Regions from separate parts of the Macaca mulatta genome. Here region 2 is linked to region 1. Evidence: chromatin contacts called from public Hi-C data. All regions are on one chromosome and are shown on one strand. The core of a region is the stretch at or near the end of the contact, and the rest is flanking DNA. Distances in the headings are between cores, read along the strand shown. Region 1 overlaps LOC114670830 (a long non-coding RNA gene). Region 2 holds the start of VPS45 (vacuolar protein sorting 45 homolog).

Region 1 (3,709 bases), core at 690-3,189:
AAAAGCAATAAATCTCCTCTTAAGTGGCAGATGGTTAAGACTGTTACTTTTGCTTTCAGCAATCCTCTAGAAAAAGAACAAACTTTAAGATTGAGAACTAACTTCTAGCAGCTATGCAGAAGTTGAGAGGCGACTCGTATTCTTTACATCAAGACCTCCACAAAGGCCCCTTCTGTCATGGAGTCAAAATTCTAGTGACCCAGGTTCATCCTCAAATGTGTAATGGCTTTCCAAGCCTACTTGGAAACCTGTAAATCACTTGGACTTCACTTCCCCTCCCACCCTGGGTCCTCCACCCCACCTTGCTTTGGTTTTGCTTGGGGAGAGAGTGGTCTCTACCCAATATGTCTCTCTCCCTATCAGTCTGCAGGATGCTCAGCAGGGGCACTCCCTGAACATACCTGCTCCCACAGCATGTGCAAAGGCTTCACACTTGGATTGAGGGTTATACATTTCTTCATGGACATCCCCAGACAACACAGAACAGAGACAAGGTTTTGTGGTCCTTTTGGAATGTCCACACCATTCCCATTCTTCAAAATCTGTCACACTTCCAGATAGCTCCAGTGAACAATGAACTCTCCCCCTATGCAGTAGCAGTTGATTATTCGATTTTAACACTGAATTATATATTCTCTTGAACTGTTCTCTAACAACTATGAGGCATTTTCAATGGAAGTTGAATGGAAAAATATAAAACTGGGAGTAAAAAGATCTGGCTTCTAGGCCAGGCGCAGTGGCTCATGCCCGTAATCCCAGCACTTTGGAAGGCTGAGGCGGGTGGATCACCTGAGCTCAGGAGTCCGAGACCAGCCCGGGCAACATGGTGAAACCCCTGTCTCTACTAAAAATAGAAAAACTAGTCGAGCGTCATGGCAGGTGCCTGTAATCCCAGCTACTCGGGAGACTAAGGCATGAGAATCGCCTGAACCTGGGAGGCGGAGGTTGCAGTGAGCCGGAATCAGGCCATTGCACTCCAGCCTAGGCAACAGAGCGAGACTCTGTCTCAAAAAAAAACTCTGGCCTCTCAAGAGGCCACCACTAACTCTCTGTGTAACCTTGAGCAAGCCAACGTTCTGGGCCTCAGTGCTCCCCACAGAGTAAGAGGAGGACTGCCGATCTCTAAGGATCTTCCATGGTCTATGGGTTTATGACTCGAAACCCCTCAAAGTGCAGGAACACAAGCCACATCCCTTCTCAAGGCCAGACACATACTAGGAGCTCTATTAATACCTAAATAAAAACCACGGATGAAGAGCTTGCCTGGCCCTGGCCTTTCTTTTTTTTTTTTTTCTTTTTTTTTGAGACTGAGTCTGGCTCTGTCGCCCAGGCTGGAGTGCAGTGGCCGGATCTCAGCTCACTGCAAGCTCCGCCTCCCGGGTTTACGCCATTCTCCTGCCTCAGCCTCCGGAGTAGCTGGGACCACAGGCGCCCGCCACCTTGCCCGGCTAGTTTTTTGTATTTTTTAGTAGAGACGGGGTTTCACCGTGTTAGCCAGGATGGTCTCGATCTCCTGACCTTGTGATCCGCCCGTCTCAGCCTCCCAAAGTGCTGGGATTACAGGCTTGAGCCACCGCGCCCGGCGGCCCTGGCCTTTCTATACCAAACCAACACGCCACGGATCATTGGGTCTTCCCTGGGACAGACCCTCAGAGCCTGCAAGTGATTCTACAACTTCACTGGTACAGTTCTATTATTCCTTAGCTTAGACTTCCATCTCTCCAGATGAACCTTCAGGAAAACTAGGAAACTATCAATAATGATTTCAATTGCCGGCTTCAAATTAACCTTATTTCTCCTACCCCAGTACACCTTTTTTGGTGGCAGCACTTAGATTCTCATTCAGAAAACAAACACGTGTATTCATGTTGTACCAGTGATTTGTTGGGGAAACTGCCTCGGCCCCACCACCCGGATCCCTCATGTTCCTACCAAGTAAGCCAAGTGACCATGCGAAGAACTGACTGACACCCAGAGGAAACTAATAAACAAAAACAAATAAAAGCAAATACCTTTCCAGGAATCTCACTTGGAAAACCAAGTATAATGGCAAAAAACAAAACACACAAAAAACAACCAAAAAAAAAAAAAAAAAACCCTAATGTTTTCAGCGTTGGGGATGTTGGGGGTGTAGACATCTCGAGAGCTGGTTTCCGAAGGCACCGCACCCCACACAATGTGCTACAAGAGCCTCCCGGCTGCTGTGTCAATGAAGCCTTTCAGGCCCTCCACACTGCTTCACTTGTTCCCTAAAGTAGTGCTTTCTGGAAGCTAAACTCTCAGCTGGCGAGAACAGTGAACTCTGTGCCATTTGTCTATCAACTCCTTTAAAAAGAAAAACCGCCTGTACGGCTGTCTTGCTTTGCATTTTCTATTCTGCACTCCAGTACGCCTAACGACACACAGAGGAGGCAAGGCGCTCTTTTAACACCGTGAAGAAAGAAGAAATTTGAAAGCACCCAGAAGCCTCTGCTTTCAGCTATTAGAGAAAAGTTTGCATCCCATAGAAACCAGCACTAATTAAAAAAAAAAAAATATATCAGTCCTCAGCCCTGGGAATCAACAATAAGGGACTCTTCAGGGTATGGAGTAACAAAAAAATTCAAAAACAAAAAATAAACATGCACAGCCCATCTATCTTTTCCCAATCAAATAATACAGCCTTCCAAAATGTAAAAATAGAAATATTTTCACACGTGAATTTTACCTCAATAAAGTAATTTTTTAAAAACCTTTTTAGCTGGGCACAGTGGCTCACGCCTGCAATCCCAGCCCTTTGGGAGGCCGAGGCGGGCGGATCATGAGGTCAGGAGTTCAAGATCAGCCTGGCCAAGATGGTGAAACCCCATCTCTACCAAAAATACAAAAAATTAGCCAGGCGTGGTGGTCCACACCTGTAATCCCAGCTACTCGGGAGGCTGAGGCAGGAGAATCGCTTGAACCCAGGAGGCAGAGGTTGCATTGGGCTAAGACTGAGCCACTGCACTACAGCCTGGGCAATAAGAGCGAAACTCCATCTCAAAAAAAAAAAAAAAAAGAAAAGAAAAGAAAACAGGAAGTGTCTTCCATAATTCCAAATACAGTATTGTTAAATATTAATGTATTATGTCCAAATAGTTCAGTGAATTTCAAGTTTTCATCCAGATGAGTGGAGTTCTTCAAATTCATTCAACTAATAAATATTCCTTGAGCATCTACTACATGCTAGGCATTTTTACAAGTAACAACAAAAGTAGACAAAAATTGCTGTCTTTATGGACTCTGTATTCTAGTAGAGGGCAGAAAAGTCAGTGACCAATAAAAGCCAGTGACCAACACTTGCATTTTTTAGATGACTTATTCTTGGGTATTTAAAAGAGATCTTGGGCCGGGTGCAGTGGCTCACAACTAATCCCAGCACTTTGGGAGGCCGAGATGGGCGGATCACGAGGTCAGGAGATCGAGACCATCCTGGCTAGCATGGTGAAACCCCGTCTCTACTAAAAATACAAAAAAAAATTAGCCAGACGTGGTGGCAGGCGCCTGTAGTCCCAGCTACTCGGGAGACTGAGGCAGGAGAATGGCATGAACCTGGGAGGCAGAGGTTGCAGTGAGCCGAGATTGCGCCACTATACTCCAGCCTGGGCGACAGAGCAAGACTCCGTCTCAAAATAAATAAATAAATAAATAAATAAATAAAAGAGATTTTGGACCGAGCAGTGGCTCGTGT
Region 2 (3,709 bases), core at 449-2,948, 120 kb before region 1:
TTGTGTGGTTTTCTTCAGGAAGGAAGCATGCTGTCTAACTTCAGGACCATCACAGCACCCTTTAAATATGTAATAATTATTTTGTTCAAAATGTTTATGTTCCATATCTTATCACTCAATGTATAAAATATCACTGCCACTGACATCAATTACATTTTATGGAAAATGGAGTGAATTAGTAAGCTGTCAAGTAGGTATTTTCCTCCTCCCTCAAAAAGTTATGTGTCCAAGTATAAATCATCAAAAGGATGCAGATTCTTTCCATATATTGCTTACAAATTGACTATTGTTTAAAAAGGCACAAATTTCAAAAAAATAAAAAAAATAAAAAATAAAAATAAAAAGGCACAAATTTCATAGACAAGTCTTTATCTCCTTCTTTCTTAAAAAAGCACAGAAAATGGGGGAAAAAGTCTTCTATACTGCAGTCTAAATTATAGGTAGGAAAAATAAAAACCAAGTGACATGGGAGATTGGAGGTGAATTTTCAAATATCAGTAATTTACAGGATTTACAGGATTTTCATTAGCATGGTTTCCACGTTTTCTGTAAGATATGAACATTTAAATTGATAAGAATGGAAGATTCATATAACATTAGTTTTTCTTACTTGTATCCATTTAAAGATTCACATTTTCACTTTAATATATAACTTAAGACTTTTCTTTCAAAACACATCTAAAAATTAGTAAAATGCCTAAATGGAAGCTTTATTTACTTGGTAGAAAAGCTGAAAAAAATAAAAACATATTCTTCACAATTTCAGAGGTGACAAAAATCTCTTATATTTCAGTAGTTTCTGATCTCCCTTAAGGGATTTGAAAATTGTATATGATGTTGCATAATCTTAAGAAGATTAACGTTAAAGTGCTACTGGTCTATTTCAATTGTGTACTTCTTACAATATAATGAAAGAATTTATTTGGTAATCCTGAATCTATTGACCTCACAAACACTGGTCATTATTTTGGTGAAAATATTCATAAGCATTTTTAGTTACTGATTTCTAACAGTTGTTTCTTATTATCTTCCTGATTTTACAATTCCCCAAAGTAAAGGTGCGAAAAACAAACATCTACCCTCCTTTTCGACAAATGCCATGATAGAGGGGAGACTTGTGTGGTGTAAACACAAATGTAGACATTTGGAAGTTGATGGTTTTAAGATTCAATAAAAACTTGAAGGTTTTGGCTTCAAATCCCCACGCTAGTTTGTTTTAGTTCTACCGGATACATGTCCCCTACCCATTTCAAAGGACCCAGTCAACTCCGCTCTTGCCTGCAGTTTCAGCGTCGCGGGTGACCCGCGCCCCGCCGGAGTTGGAGCTGGCAGAGTCCGATTGCTCAGAGCGCCGAGCCGGGGGTGGGGCAGGGGTACGCTTGCAGGTCCGGTGGTCACGCTGGCTGAGAGCCCCCACGGCCGACCCGCGCTGCAGACCCTCCTGGAGAACCTCAGGCCTCTCCTCAAAAACATCCCTAAAACGCGTTCCCTTTGTTCATTCATTCATGTTCAATTTCATATGCCCCTCTGTCTTGGGAAAACCAATTCGGGCCTCTGCAGCCTCAACACAGGGGCACTGTTCCCGCCTATTACTGACCCAGTGAAGCCGGGAAGACGAATCTCGACCACTGTTTCGCAGATACCGCGTGTGATTTATTAAATGCCGTCTCTCCGAGTCCCAAGTGGCCGGGAGCATTATGCCACCTCCCTTGCCCTCATCTCTCACTGCCATGCAAGAAAGCGTTAATGGCAAATAGGGACCACGGCCACGCTCCGTCGTTCCTGCTTCCAAGCAAACCTTGTGCCAGGTTCCTCATTTCGCGAGGCTCCACTCTCTTGGGCTTCAGGCTGCGGCTGGGCCTCCAGGACCAAAGGGCAATAGAGGTCTGAGAGTCCGGGCCTCAGGCATATGCAGGCCGCAGGTGGGAGGAGAATAGCGCCCGCGCGTGGCAACAGCCCAGGGCATCTCCGCCGGATTTTTCCATCCCCGGGATAGGCTTGGTGCCCCGTACACTCCAGCGGAACTACAACTCCCAGCACCGTGGTTGCCCGGACTCCCGGAAGCCGAAGCCCGGCTGGGAGGAAGCAGCTGAGACCCCGCCAACAGACCGGGGGTTAATTTAGACAGAAAAGGGGGCGGGAAGGGCTGTGGGATACTTGTCAATTCGCCGCCATGAACGTGGTTTTTGCTGTGAAGCAGTACATTTCCAAAATGATAGAGGACAGCGGGCCTGGTATGAAAGTACTTCTGATGGATAAAGAGACGGTGAGTTTGCTTTTGCTCAGCATTTGTCAAGGAACCCTCTCAACCTTACAATAGCTGGTCCCATTCCACAGTAGGATTTAGCATTTAATTAAAGATATGAAAATAAGGGTCAGTTTGTGTGGAATTGAAAAGTTGTATAAAGCTTGCCCGGTGGGTTTTTCAGTCTAAATGGCTCCAGCCACTGCCCAGAGACTGCTTCTACCCGAAACAATTTATTGGAATCAGAAATCTTTTAATAAATGTCTCTGCCAATAAATCATTAATATGTTAGAGCACTTGGAAGACTTTGGGATGGGCCTACTGTTTCCACTCAACATTGCGTTTTAAAAGTAAAGCTGTTGGAGCTCAAGCTGAACTGACAGGTTATTTGTTGGCCACAGACCAGAAAACAAAATTCTTTAAGGTGATAGAAAAAAATATTTTTGGAAATGTATGGATTGTTCCAGTTCAAAAAGAGCATGTTTTTTCTTTGTTTTTTGTTTTTAACCTTGACACTTCAGCTGAAAGGAGAGAGCGTATTTTTCGTTCTTGTATGTTACCTACCTGTTTGGATGTTCAGTAAATGTTATTACGTATATTACTATTTAAGTTATCCAGCTAAGTATTAATGAAAAAAGAGGCTTAGATATGCTACTTGTTTTTATTATTCTAGACTAGCATACTTTTAGTTAATCCTTTGTTTTTACAGACTGGCATAGTGAGTATGGTATACACACAATCGGAGATTCTACAGAAAGAAGTGTACCTCTTTGAACGCATTGATTCTCAAAATCGAGAGATCATGAAACACCTGAAGGCAATTTGTTTTCTTCGACCTACAAAGGTACTGCATAAACTGAGTTTCCATCTGCCCAGGCAGATGCAGCACACTCTAATCTGAAAGCATTAAGAAGGCAAAATAAATTTGTATTTTCATAATTTGTGGCATCATAATTATCCTGGTTCATCAGTATTATAACCTTCATTTTTCTTGTTTTGTTTCCATATTTCAGTTGACCCCTTACAGCCAATTCTTCCTTCAAGATGTCTTTTAGGTTCACAGCTATTCCCATTGCCACTAATGAACTACTCTTAACAGAGACCCACATTACTTTATTCCTGGATTAACCTCCGTATCTGTCACATTGAACACCATCAACACTTAATTTCGTATACAGCTATGAGTGTCTTGAATCTTTACCACTTTATTCACATTTATGCTCAGAAACTTCTGGTGGTTTGATGTTATTTCCATGATTAAATCTATATTTAGCCCAGCAGTTAAAGCCCTCCTTTGTTGGTTTCATTTGCCCATATGTATCTAGCCTTCCTGTGTCCTAGGTCTGCTGCTCCTCTGTAGCCAGCTGGGCTACTGTTGGAATGAGCAATTTTACATGCTCATTCCTGTTCACTGGTTTTTTTTCTTCCACTAATTAAAAGTTATTTGGCCATTTGTCACTTTTT

Evidence for each region. A called contact is a pair of places that touch in the nucleus more often than the background predicts.
Region 2: a contact with region 1 is called in a Hi-C map of fetal cortex germinal zone, with 4 times the contacts expected there. The contact joins the promoter of VPS45 here to the enhancer-like site in region 1. A contact is called at or near these places in 5 of 14 Hi-C or Micro-C datasets (CD4 T cells, fetal cortex germinal zone, fetal cortical plate and 2 more).

The regions. Positions count from the first base shown.
Region 1 is chr1:116,961,126-116,964,834 of T2T-MMU8v2.0, reverse strand. LOC114670830 (a long non-coding RNA gene) reads left to right here. Exons shown (of 7, transcript XR_013398751.1): 7 at 1-35. Among named protein-coding and RNA genes, the nearest start is that of PLEKHO1, 33 kb to the left of the region's middle. Within about 2 kb of position 1,939, at least 7 of the 40 cell types and tissues checked have an H3K27ac peak or open chromatin away from gene starts, as enhancers often do. A contact at or near this core is called in fetal cortex germinal zone and fetal cortical plate, where this site is marked.
Region 2 is chr1:117,080,580-117,084,288 of T2T-MMU8v2.0, reverse strand. It overlaps VPS45 (vacuolar protein sorting 45 homolog), which reads left to right and starts at 1,698. Exons shown (of 14, transcript XM_077948649.1): 1 at 1,698-1,922; 2 at 2,955-3,089. The coding sequence starts at 2,970. It also overlaps a transcript of PLEKHO1 not described here and a transcript of OTUD7B not described here.